Regions from separate parts of the Zea mays genome. Here region 2 is linked to region 1. The links are chromatin contacts, called in public Hi-C maps. All regions are on one chromosome and are shown on one strand. The core of a region is the stretch at or near the end of the contact, and the rest is flanking DNA. Distances in the headings are between cores, read along the strand shown.

Region 1 (6,895 bases), core at 2,071-4,570:
GACCATTCCAGTTCCTATAATTTGGTAATATTATTATCTATTAAATAGTACCACTGTTTTTACATGAAATACACATTTAAATCTATTTTCCACTTAATCTTATATTAAATGCATAAAACCTTAGAAAATCCATAACTTAAAATCTATACCTCCAAATTTAATGATTCCAGTTCCTGTGATCTTATTTTAATGTCTAGATTATTACTGTGTATTTTTTATACATGCTTGGTGTAATGTTAATTTTGCCTATACAATGTTTGTTTGTATTGCTACGACTAGAGCGAGGACACGTGTCATCTGAAAAGCAAGTTGGTACCTGGATTCTCAAGTGCCAGGCAAGTTGTGCCCTTGATCACTTCTTTTTACCCACTCATGTTCTAATTAATCATAATGATCTGCATAGGTTAATTTGATGGGACCCAATAGGTTACCCTAGTTTGTCTATCTTTATACCTTGTTTACCACTGAACTTTTTGGGTAGTACTTGCTAGTGCTTTATGTGGTTTTGGGTATGAAGATACATTATTCATGATCACACTTTTATTATCTGTTTATTATCACTGTTCATGATAAGATCATTATGTTAATTGGAACATGGAGAACCACCCGGGAAAACAGTGCTACCACAAGGGTTTAATGGGACGCCCTTGGCCGATTAATTAGGAAAGCTAGTGGAAGACTACCTTACCCGAAAGGGGCAAGGGCAGTAGGGGAGTGGTCAGTGTAGGGAGGCCCTCGGGAGGATTTTGCTGTGATGGCGGTCCTGCAAGGGATTCCTGGGAAGGCCCTCGGGAGGATTTTGCTGTGATGGCGGTCCTGCAAGGGATTCCTGGGGAGGCCCTCGGGAGGATTTTGCTGTGATGGCGGTCCTGCAAGGGATTCCTGCATTGGAGCTTCCTATAAACTGTAGCGGGTTTTCTGAAGCTAGTGGAACTTTGTAAAGGCCTCGTAGTGTTACCCTGCCTCGCCTCCTCGGTAGAGGTGTATGGGAAGTCGCGATCCCTTGGCAGATGGGTAACATGACTTGTGGGTAAAGATGCGCAACCTCTGCAGAGTGTAAAACTGGTATACTAGCCGTGCTCACGGTCATGAGCGGCTCGGACACTCACATGATTAAATTATGGAACTTAAACTCAATTTGTCATATGCATTGCATCGCAGGTGAGTTTGTTACTTTTGTTCTACTATTTAATTGGGTTGGTATTTACTTATACTTAGTAATTGCTAATAAAATTTTGACCAACTTTAAAAGCAATGCTCAGCTCTAACCATCCTCTTTGGTAAGCCTTACACTTCACGTGAGCTCCCACCTTTGGCGAGTTCCTGCACATTATTCCCCACAACTTGTTGAGCGATGAACGTATGTGAGCTCACTCTTGCTGTCTCACATACACCACAGGTCAAGACCAGGTACTGCAGGATGATGCTCATGGAAGATGCTGCGATGAGTTCGTGAGTGGTCTAGGTCGTCGTCTCCCAGTCAACTTTGGGTTGCTGGACCGTTGTCTTCTTATAATGTAACTATTATTTGTATAGAACTCCTGTTATATATAAAGATGTGACATTCGATCCTGTGCCACTTTACATCATATGTGTGAGACTTGGTCCCAGCATACCTGGTGTTTTTGTTAGCGCCCGGGTTTTGGACCCCTAAAATCCGGGTGTTACATTGGATGTGATTGGAAAAATTTATAAAAGATTTTGATTTGTTTGGAATTTAAACCTCTACCTAACTCCATCCAATCCATCTGGATTAAGAGCAAAACGAATAAGCCCTAAAAAGATTAGAGATCAAGGAAAGATTATGATAAACTTTCAACGTGAATGTCTTGGCTTAGAGAAAAGGAAAAACTAACGCCTCCAGAAAGATTAGGAAAAACCTCCTGTGCGAGATAGATGTTACAAAATGTCTTTCTAAACATTTTCTCTGTCAAAACACTGTACAAGTGCGATATCTGCGCATAGTTCTTTTGAAACAATTTTATTAAAGCAAAAACCATGGTGTTACATTAGTTTAGTTAGGCCATGACTTACATCGCTTTGGTTTAGGCCTATTGTTTAAGTGAGGTTTGTATACCTCTTATCCTTTGGTGCTTGGGTGTACCATTGCAGTAGTACTAGGAGAGGCTTGTGTAATCTTTTGAGATCATATCAAATGCTTTTGTGGCGTAGTCACCACTGTGTACTAGATAAAATGAGGACAATGATATTTGAAAAGCTATTCTGGAGACCCATTTATGTGTGCGAAGGCTTGAGGCGATCCATAGATTTACCTGGAGGTGGGTGCTCTCACATGGGCTTCCTTGCAATGGGCTCCGACAAAAAACTAGAAAACCTTGCACCCTTCTTCATACCTTAGTAAAAATACTAAAGTCATCCATAGAAGTTTATATCTCCATCGTCTTCTAACTTTCACATTTTTATTGTGTAAATTTTAGTTGTGTGTGCTTACCTTTCTATCTTGTTTAATAGGTTTGGAAACTAGGTTGTATGACTTTTTTGTGGTAGAGATATCAATACACTTAGTCAAAATTATAGTTGTATATAGATAGTTTGCTTATTGGATATGATTTGACTAAGTAAATTTAGAAGCCTTAGTTTAAGTAGTAGATTTAAGTTGTCTGATTCAATCTCCTCTTAGATATCATGGTCCATACAATTAATAAACAAATGAGTGAACAATCATTTATGATTTGGGCAATATTACATCCATTGTTGACATCTTAATGAGGAATTTGCAAAAGGTAGATGGATCTCACTCTTTTGATACTAAGATTTGTAAAAATGCAAGTGGGGAAGTTGCATAAAAATGCAAATATGTCAATATCTAAAATGGACTGAGCTTTTGGTTGGGGTTGAGCAGTACAAACTGTGGAGAAGCTCTCTGGCCGGGAGGGGATAAACCCCAGATATATTAAGGAGAAGGAGATTTGTTTAGCTGAGACCTAGATAAACGGCTGTTGGAACCATAGTTTTACGAGCGTTTTAACCGAACTGTTTCACATACTTTAATATTTCTATAAACCATAATATTATTTAAAAACTAAAAAAAAATACTGAACATCCATCTAAACCCTTAGCGCACATAGCAACTTAGCAAGCATCCGCTCTGCGGCTCCGCCCAGGTGTCAAAGCGAACGAGCACAGCGTGTCATATGCAGATCTACGGGCCGGGTAGCACGTACCAAACCTTTATTTGCCACTCTCTGTCACTCAGACTAACCTACACGCACGCATCTCGACTAGACGTGTCGCTATAAGACGTGAACATGCAGCAGGCACCATGCATATGCGAACACCATGTGCCACGTATAGCACCAATAATTTAATTTATAGTTATAGTATAGGAGGAGTGTATATACACCTCGTGTGCTTCTGCTGCACAGCTATGCCTCTCGGAGCTAGCCAAACAGAGTTGCGATCCTTAAATTTCTTGGCTGTTTTGCCCAGGTATCCAAACAGATTGCGATCGCGAGTCCGGAGGTCGGCAGCATGAACCACCACCAGGCCCAGCCCGTCCGCACCGGCGACGTCTACCCACCGACCGCCGTCAAGCGAGAGGCGAGCCACGAGCGGGACAAGATCATTGAACAAGGAGATCAGCGGGGCGGCGCCCTCCACGTCGACCAGACAGATCTTCCCGCCGGCAGACGCATGGTCACCGCCAGCGCAGGCGGCCAGGTACGTCGTCGTAATAAGTTGCACGCACGCACCATCTTGTAGTACAGTACTGCATATACGAACGAAAGACGATGGCCGGATCTTCGAAACGCGCGCGCTCCTGCAGGTGATGGCACAGTTCACCGTGCCCGTGCCGGACACCAAGGTCGCGGAGGCCACGGACGCGGTCACCCTCGGCGAGGCCCTCCATGCCGCGGCGCAGACGTCGGCGGGCGACAAGCCCGTGGACCTCGCCGACGCTGCGGCGCTGCAGGCCGCCGAGGCGCGCGCGACGGGGCTGGGCGGCAACGTACGCGGCGGCGTGGCGGCCGCCGCGCAGCAGGCCGCGGAGACGAACGCGAAGCGAGCGGAGGACGGCGGCGGTGGCGACAGGGTGACGCTCAGGGACGTGGTGGGCGGCGACGCCGCGGCGGCGATGGCCGCCGACAAGGTGGCCACGAGGGAGGACGCCGAGAAGGTGGCGGCTGCCGCGGCGCGCAACGTGGGGAAGGGGGCCGGCGGTGGCGTCGCCGAGGCTGTCGTGGCGGCGGCGGATATGAACGAGGGGAGGATGATGTAACAGTGTAGTATATAGTTGACGTCTGTACTTGTATCCTAGTACCGTTTTACGTGCGTTAATAATAAATTCGACTCGTTTGGACCGTCGTGGTCATGAGTCTGCCTCTATTTGGATCCCTTCGCGCCTGGATCCATTTTGTAAACTTTTGGGACACCTGTAAGCTTAACTTTTTGAACTTGTGGATCTTCTCTAAACTAAGGTTTGTTTGGTTTCTAGAATCAATTCATATGAGGCGGTGTATCAAATTTACTGGAATAAATCCATATAAAATTAGTGTAATAAGCTCGTTTCTCATATTATTACTAATTATTCCTAAGAATGAAAAAATATTATATGTATCGAACTCATTTTATTACACAAATCGAAATCCATATCGGTATTGAAAATTTAGTGGAATACATTTCACAAATCGAAATCCATATCAGTATTGAAAATTTAGTGGAATACATTCGTTACTCGAGCGGAGGGCGGCGGCGGCGACAGGTTGACGCTCAGGGACGTGGTGGGCGGCGATAGTTGAACAATGCAATAGTAAGAATATAATTGGTGGCACAGCACCTCGGTGCTTGCTTTGTTTCTTTATATAGATAGCATGTGCACAGGATAGATACAAAACTAAAACCGTCTAGGAGCTAATCTAGGAGTTAATCTAGCATAGATGCTAACAACCTTGGCTACGCTATACAACAGAATGCTAACATCCCCTGCAATCTTAACCGGTGGACACAAGGTTAAGATTGAAACGACTGCGCTCCAACATCTGTTTGGTTGCAGGCTTAGTAAATATATCAGCGATCTGATCTCCAGATGATATAAGCCGGACCTGCAATGCTCCAAGAGCCACTTTCTCTCTAACAAAATGAAAATCCACCTCAACATGCTTTATTCGACCATGAAAAACAGGATTGGCGCTTAAGTGTGTGGCTCCCAAATTATCACACCAAAGAACAGGAGGACGTGGCTGCATAATACGAAGTTCTTTGAGCAAAGATTGTATCCAGATAGCTTCAGCAGTGCCATTAGCTAGTGCTTTATATTCAGCCTCAGTGGATGAACGAGATACTGTAGGTTGCTTGCGAGCGCTCCAGGATATAAGATTGGAACCAAAGAAAATAACAAAACCCCCAGTAGAACGTCGGTCATCAATACAACCAGCCCAATCCGCATCTGTAAAGATACTCAATAAAGTAGAACCAGTCTTTCGGAGATATAATCCAGTATGAAGTGTTCCTTTTACAAATCGAAGAATGCGTTTTACAGCTTCCCAATGAATATCGGCTGGCTGAGCGAGAAACTGACATACTTTATTTACCGCAAAAGATAAATCAGGTCGAGTGAGAGTAAGATACTGAAGAGCCCCAACTATACTGCGGTAAACAAAAGCGTCTTTGTCACCTAGCTTGTTGCCATGATGTCGAGAAAGCTTGTCAGTAACGCATAAGGGAGTCGGGACTGACTTGCAATTCTCCATGTCAGCGCGACGAAGAATATCACGGGCATATTTCTGCTGAGTGAGTGTCATACCCCCGGAATTGGAAGCCACTTCAATGCCGAGAAAAAATGCAGAGGGCCAAGATCCTTGACTGGAAAAGTCACTGAAAGCTGCTGCAAGAGAAGCTGAGTGATGGACGGTGAAGAGCTAACAATAATTATATCATCAACATAAACCAATAAATACATGATAACTGCGCCTTGATGAAAGGTGAAGAGAGAAGTGTCAGCAACCGAAGGAACAAAACCAAGCTGGCAGAGACGATCACTAAGACGAGAGTACCATGCACGAGAAGACTGTTTAAGCCCATATATAGCTTTATGAAGCTTGCAGACAAAACCAGGTTTTGAAGGATCTTGAAACCCCGGGGGCTGATGCATATACACATCCTCATTAAGAACACCATGAAGAAAAGCATTGCTAATATCAAGTTGACGGATATCCCATTGACGAGATATGGCAATAGAGAGCACAAGCCGGACAGTAGACATTTTTACGACTGGACTAAACGTCTCAAAGTAATCAATGCCGTGCTGTTGAGTGAATCCCCGAGCAACAAGACGAGCTTTGTATTTATCCACGGAGCCATCAGCGTGTTCCTTTATGCGAAAAACCCATTTGCAACTAATGATGTTGTGTCCAGATGGCTTGGGAACCAGGGACCATGTACCATTTTGCATCAGTGCAGTATACTCAGCATCCATGGCAAGGCGCCATTTTTCGTTGGCTAGAGCATGATGATAATTCATAGGAACAGCAGATAAGCCAAAACTTCGACTTGATGGATTATACCGAATAGTTCCATCGGTATGCAGCAGAGGCTTGCTGATGTTGTTTCGAAGGCGAGTGACAATGGTCGAAGTTGGAGCCGTGGTAGAAATAACCAAGTCTGTAGGGCCGGCAGCAGACTCGGTAGCAGGCGGAAGCGCATCAGCAGACAACGCGTCAGGCGAGTGCACATGAGGTGCATGTACGGCTGCTGGATAGGTTTCAGCAGGATTTGTGTTCGTGTCCTCATGCATGTGCAGCATAGATGGTGGAGAAGTAGCAGCTGGCAGTGGAGAAGTAGCAGCTGGCGGGCTGGGCGAAGTAGCAGCTGGCGGGCTGGAAGAAGTAGCAGCTGGTGGGCTGGTTAATGTTGGATGGTTATGCGATGGGCACGC
Region 2 (7,176 bases), core at 2,229-4,728, 160 kb before region 1:
CCCTTGTTACATGGGCGGGTTATTCCATCTCCTGAGAAGGTCCTCCGAGCAAGGCTGAATAGAGGAGTCTGGGAGCTGCTGGTAAAATGGATAGGGCGCTCAGAAGCAGATACGTCATGGGAAGAAGTTGAGGCATTTAAACGCTAATATCCACATGTGGCGCTCGCGGACGAGCTGTTTGTTGGGGAGGGGGGAAGTGTTGTAGATTCTTTTGTGGGAAGGCATTATGCTAGGCGCCAGATTTAGTTTGTTAAGAAGTACTAAAAGTTAGGCAATAATTAAGGAGGCTTATCCTCCCGGGAGAGTTATCTTATCCCCTAGAAAATCTGTAATATGGTTAGGCACCTAAGCTATAAAGGTGGCCTTAGATTGTACTAGGAGATTATCAAAGAAGTTGTACCTGTGGGTGGGGCTGCTTGATCACCCTGGCAAACCCTACGCCATCTGGTGATCTCAGCTCCCAGCCGCCACACAGAGTACCTTATTCCCTGCGTTCTTCTACTCAATCCACCTTGATATCCCACCCTTCGTGGTGTACTCCTCCCCGCCCTGCGCATCGCAGCAGAGTTCACAACACCTAACCAAATAAATCTAAGTTATCTCTTTCCACCAAATCAATCTTATTTTTCTTTCCTTATCCAAACGGCTCCACTTGCCATGATACTAACACTGCTACACTCCTTCAAGATAGCCCGTCCTCGAGCTGTGCTGGTGGTCATGGCTGCATGCATCCTGTGGTGTAGTCTAGCGGGTGTCGAGATCTGGGAGTGGTCGCAACAACAACCAGCAAAGACGCCCTCGCAAAGGTCGGTGACAGAATGCGGTGGTGTTATACAGTGTGTGGCTGCAAGGAACCCCATGCCTTCTACCCGCCGGATGGCTGCTTGTCCGCGTCACACCGGGAACTTTTGGCTTTTCTAGATTCATGGATTTTGCTATGCACATAGATACACTATGTCTAGATGCGTAATAAAAACAATGTATCTAGAAAAGACAACATTTTATAATCTAAAATGGAGGGAGTACATAACATCATATGGTTCACATGGTAGTTCAACTGGTCTTGAATGAACAAGTAAGCAAATGCATCAGATAAGCCACAAACATTTTAATCAATCTTCTACAGGTTTCTAGAAAAACTTCAACATTCCTGTAGATTTATACAGAAAAGGATTTGGGGGCAGTGAAGAGTATAAGAGGTTTTTTTGGTTTTGTTCAAAAATGTGACTTGAATGTCAATTCCTTTTCTTTTGTTGATTTTTACAATTTCTAGTGGCAAGTTTGCAATAATCATGCAAATCAGTGACAAAATTTAAGACCAATCACACATTAAATGAATTATTACTGTGCTATAAACTTGTCATTTCAGTAATTACCAATGCTTAGCACAACCTTGAACAAACACTTGAGAAAGGAAAGGAAGTAACTAAAATCTAACCTCATTTGATACATCAAATATGCCATCTTGGATTTTCTTGTATATTGTACCAGCGGTCTTAATGAATGCCTACATCAGAAAAAGATGTTAAAATGGTTAGAAAAGACACTAGTGGGCAATAGTAGTAAACATGTAGTAGGGTGAACAATTCACCTCCTCAACGTTTTGTGCAGTTTTAGCAGATGCCTCCATAAAGACCAGACCATGCTCCTTGGCAAACTGTTCACCTTCCTCATAGCTGACAGCACGTCTATGAGAAAGATCACACTTGTTTCCAATCAGCATCACAGTCATGTTAGCATTTGCATGCTGCCTTGCATCTTCTAACCAACTTGCGAGATGATTGAAGGTCTCCCTCCTGAAGTCGAGTGACTCAAACAGAAGAATCATCAGTGACCGTAAATGATATATATATATATATATATATATATATATATATATATATATATATATATATATATATATATATATATATATATATATATATATAACCAAAAAAACCAAATAATAAGTACCTAGTAATATCATAAACCAAAAGGGCACCAGCAGCACCTCTGTAGTATGATCTAGTAATAGATCTGAATGATTCTTGGCCAGCCTGAAATTCAAGTCATAACTAATTGAGAATATAGCGCTTAGCGCTTCATGACATCACTCAACAAAAAAAGTAATGAATATGTTGCAGTGTAGTTAATTAAAACCATACTCCTAAACAAAGAAGCAAAAGGCAACATGAACATACCACATGATGAACAAACCAAACAATTATATAGATAAACAGATTCTGAAACTCGAACTAATGTGGGAAATACTAATAAAAAAGGCTTTACATGTTACAATACCCTTGTTACAAATGTTAAATTCTTGAAAACATGTAGTCAGACCATCGGAACAATTACCGAAGGTATCCTTGCAATCAAAAGTGTTGCAATTACATACATTTGAGATAAATGTAGGTGCAATTATCTAAGAGGAGATATTTTCTTACATCACTATATAATTTCCTTAAGTTCATATAAATATGAATGAAATCAGCTATTGTACTTGCAATTTAGAATGCATGAGACTATGCTTCTTCTAGTACTGCCAGTAGAATTCCATTTGGAAACAGGGAGTAATAACATATAATCAAAATAGACTAAAGCCCCATATCTTGTTGTAGTCCAGTGCTTTGTCAGTATCTCGATAGATGCTGGTTGATTTGATAGTGGCAGCCTAAGTTTGGGATGTTTTTATAAGCCAAATAGTATGGCCGATACATGCATATAACCTTATTAGCGTTCTATAAAAGCAGAGTATCCCATTTCGAAAAAGAAAATCGAAAGAATATGCAAAAGGATAACACAATTTTGCACAGAGCGGCTGGATGTTAAAGAACTGACGGAGTCTGATTCCAAAATCAAAACATTATCAAGTCAGTACGGCAAACCACAAGATGAACATAAGTATCATCGACAATAAAGGATCCCAAGGGCCAATACTCTAACTGCCTTATTTCTGAATTGTTTTGAAATTCCTACCGAAAGCGTTGCTTAAAACTGCTAACATTGCACACAGCCTAAACGACACCATGAAGAGGGCAGGAAAAAGAGAGAACGAGAGAGGAGAAGGACGGACCGTGTCCCAAATCTGGAGCTTGATGGGCTTATTTTCAATGGTGATCATGCGGGCGCCGAATTCGACGCCGATGGTGAGGTCGTGCACGGGCTGGAAGCGCTTGTCCGTGAACTGCAGCAGCAGGCACGACTTCCCCACGCCTGCAACACAAACAACCAACCAACCTATCAATCGCCGCTCGTATCTACCGACACCGACGATCACACGACACCCGAGCAGCAGATCCCCAGCCACGTGGATCCAATCCCCCCCGCGCGGGGCAGGGCGGCGGGGATCAGAGGAGCAGCGGGTTCGGGAGCGAGGGAGCGACGGACCTGTGTCGCCGATGATGATGTACTTGAAGAGGTAGGCGTACGACATCCTCGATCGATAGGACCGGGTCGGTCGGTCCCGGCGGCGGCGAGTTGCGGAGGATTCGGTTCGATCCTCTGCGTTGGGAACTTGGGGGTGGGGTGGGGTGGGGTTGTCAAGGCCGAACGGGAACGAGGGCTAGCGAAACGTTCCGGTTCCGTCCCAGCGACAGCTAATGGCAACGCGTTCGGTTCCGTCCCAGCGCTCCCAATCAGGATTCCAACGGGGCGCCTCTCTGGCTGGCTGGGTTGGGCCTTGCCCAAACGGCGCGCGGTTTTTGGCTACCCGGCGCCTTCGTAGCTAATGAATTATTGTATGTGACGTGTTTTTTCTTCTTAAAAAAAGACTTGAAGCTTAAATTTTTAAGACATTTTAGGATGAATAATCATCACCTAGCTGATCGAACCAGCCAGTCTACCAAACTGTTTCGGATACGCAATCCATAAAAGGATATATAGGACGTACACACTGCATTTTGCTCCATGGACTTGTGCGCCACATCATCTTTCAGTAATGTATGCTTTTTCAGACATTCATGGTTCAATTTCAGCAATTATCAGTAATCATAGTAATTGTTATTGTAAAAAATTACTGATGAAACGTTCAGTAATTTATTTAGCCATCTCTAGAAACGTTCAATAATTTTCTAGAAACTTTGTTCGCTTCGGATTAAAGCCGGTTGTTTGGACTGTTGCAGCTACAATTCATAGAGATAAAAACATTGTAGGAGCCGGTACGAATGCCAAGGGAACAAGCTAAATAATTGTATTCAGTCATTTCTGGAAACATTCAGTAACTAGCAATGCAAAAATAAATGTCGTTCTTTTCTCAGTGTGAAATGAAATTACTATGTGATTGAGAAATTACTAAACAAATGTTGTAAAATTACCAAGTGATTATTGAAAAATTACCGGGTAACTAGATAATCACCGTAAAGTTGTTTCTTTTCTCAGTGTGGAAATGAAATTTATGAGTGATTGGGAAATTACTGGAGAAATGTTGTAAATTACTGAGTAACTAGACAATTACTACATAATTGTTGTTCTTTTCTCAATGTGTAAAATGAATTTACTGTGTGATTGAGAAATTACTAAACAAATGCTGCAAAATTATTGAGTATTTACTGTAAAATTAGTGAGTAACTAGACAATCATTACATAGTTGTTGTTCTTTTCTCAGTGTGTAAACGAAATTACTGGTTGATTGAGAAACTATCGAACAATGTTGTAAAATTACTATCGGCGTTTCGACCCCGGGGGTCCCTGGACCGATGAGTAAATTGTCGCCGCGTGTCCCAGCCCAGATGGGTCGGCGCGAGACGGAGCACGAAGGGGGGAAGGAGACAGGCAAAAGGGGAAACCCGCGGCCTTCGTGTTGTCCTGCGCCCAGGTCGGGTGCGCTTGCAGTAGGGGGTTACAAGCGTCCGTGTGGGAGAGAGCGAGGGACTTACGCGTCGGCCTGTTCTCCCGCGCGGCCAACCTTCTCATACGAGAGCCCTGGACCTTCCTTTTATAGTGTTGCTAAGTTCAGTTTCATACTTATATTCATTAGCAACATTATATAAGTATTGTGCTACTTAATATCATAATCTCTAATCAAGTTTTGGATTGTTTAAGTGAAATTTCAGGTTTTGTCTATTCATCCCCTCTAGCCAAGTTTCTGAAATGCCCTAGAGAGAAGTGAAGGCAAAATTCGCAATCAACGAGGAAAGTGAGAGAGTAAAACAAAAGAGAATAGACCATGAAGAAAATGGCCATCCTATTCTAGAATCATAAGAATTTATACCAAACCTTAAGAAAGATGGAAAGACACCATATTTTGCCAAACTTTTTGAAGTACATAGGACACTAGGACAAGTTCCTTCATTATAAGACAACTGAATAAGGCTAGGACAAGGCATCAATAAATAAAATAAACACCAATAAGAAGGGGTACTTCCATATAGTAGGGCCTAGAGGTTACAAAATAGGTGGGGAGAAGTGGGCAAAAATGGAGTTTAGCATCAAATAGAGAGGTGTTATCTTAGAAAATCGTGAACGGTCAAAACACTTGAGACATTGGTACTGCAACCATGGGGCAATGTCTCTAAGGATGGCATCTTATCTTACACAGATAACATCAAAGATGTGACATAAAAGATAATAGATGTTGTGGATAAGACGTCCTAAGGGGAATTTGTCCACAATAGATAAAATGATGAACTAACACTTGCCCTAAATGAACTAGCTAGAGCACCTAGGTCGTACAAGAGGATATAGGAGTTTGCTATGGAAGTTTGGCTTAGCTTAGAGCATTGACACATACAGAAGTTAACAAGGAGGCAAAGCCAAGGAGGAGTACATAGTCTAAAATCTTGAGGAAGAACTTGCTAGAACAAAAGCTTCCATTCGAGACGAGGTTCAGCGCCAAGTGGCAATTTCTGTTAGACAACTAATACAACAAGGGTTGATGCCTCCTCCTATCGACATGGTCAGCTCAAAAAGCCCACGAAGTAGTTACGCTTCCACAGAACTCCCCCAAAATAATAATACCCAATGGATGATATACAGCGTCCAATGGCTTATGAGTTATATATAGCCATTAGAAAACTAAAAAGGTAAAGTGGATTATGGTATGGCGTCACCACCACACACAAGGATAAATTACCATGTGCCAAAATCTCAACCGGATACGTAGTTGTTAGCGTTGACAAGATCTATGATGGGTACAAATATCTGAAGTTGAACATTCGAGGGGGTGATGATGAAACAATACTTTCATAAGCCCTACATGGTTGTGTTTTATGACAGAAAAAGTACATTACAATACTCGATACCCAACAACGACCAAAATTGATGGTGGATGTCACACCCGGTTTTAAGGGACAAAGTCGGGTGCATCTCATATATGCGCCAAAGAAGACAACACATATAATAACAGAGTGTATAGAGATAAATGTCGCAATATAATCAGAGTACTTATTACATAGCGGAAGTCTTACAAATAAATATAAAACAAACTAAAGTCCATCCTTGGCGCCATAAAGTCAACTAGGAGATGCCACCTAGATCAAATCGAACTCCTCGTTATGTGGCTCCTCTTGAACCACATGTTCTTCTCCTGTGGGGGGGTGAGACAGCAAGGGTGAGCTCACACATGTTCATCGCTCAACAAGTTGTGGGGAATAATGTGTATGAACTCACCAAAGGTGGAAGCTCATGAAGTGTAAGGCTTATCAAAGAGAATGGTTAAAACTGAGCATTGCTTTTATAGTTGGTCAAAATTTTATTAGCAGTTACTAGATGTAAGTAAATAACAAACCATAATAATAATAGAACATAATTAATAACAAATCCCATGCAAGGTAGTCTTCCACTAGCTTTCCTAATTAGTCAGCCAAGGGCGTCTCATTCCACCCTTGTGGTGGCACGTGTTTCTCAAGTTAAGCTCCATATTCCAATTAAATATAATGATCTTGACATGAACATAAATAACATAATAGCATAATTGGAATATGGATATAATGAAATATTAACCCAAAACCATGTAAAGCAATAGCATAACTACCCAAATGATTCAGGGGTAAACAAGGTAAAAAGGATAAACAAACTAGGGTGACCTATTGGGTCCCATCAAAATTAAGCCTATGTATGAATAAGTGATAATAAAGAACATTATTGGGTAACTAAAAGTGATCAAGGGCACAACTTGCCTGGCACTTGAGATTCCAGGTACTAGGATGATTCTTCAGATCCTCGTGACCTCACTGCTAATCGTAGCAATGCAAACAA

What was found. Hi-C and Micro-C count contacts between places; a contact is called where the count stands out from the background.
Region 2: a contact with region 1 is called in a Hi-C map of ear, with 2.6 times the contacts expected there. The contact joins the promoter of LOC100217047 here to the promoter of LOC100280847 in region 1. A contact is called at or near these places in 2 of 25 Hi-C or Micro-C datasets (ear and tassel).

The regions. Positions count from the first base shown.
Region 1 is chr5:182,153,047-182,159,941 of Zm-B73-REFERENCE-NAM-5.0, reverse strand. LOC100280847 (late embryogenesis abundant protein D-34) reads left to right here and starts at 3,320. Exons shown (of 2, transcript NM_001153767.2): 1 at 3,320-3,681; 2 at 3,788-4,421. The coding sequence starts at 3,493. The coding sequence ends at 4,240.
Region 2 is chr5:182,313,355-182,320,530 of Zm-B73-REFERENCE-NAM-5.0, reverse strand. It overlaps LOC100217047 (Ras-related protein RABB1a), which reads right to left and starts at 3,478. Exons shown (of 6, transcript NM_001143419.1): 1 at 3,370-3,478; 2 at 3,056-3,195; 3 at 1,954-2,036; 4 at 1,592-1,796; 5 at 1,439-1,507. The coding sequence starts at 3,415.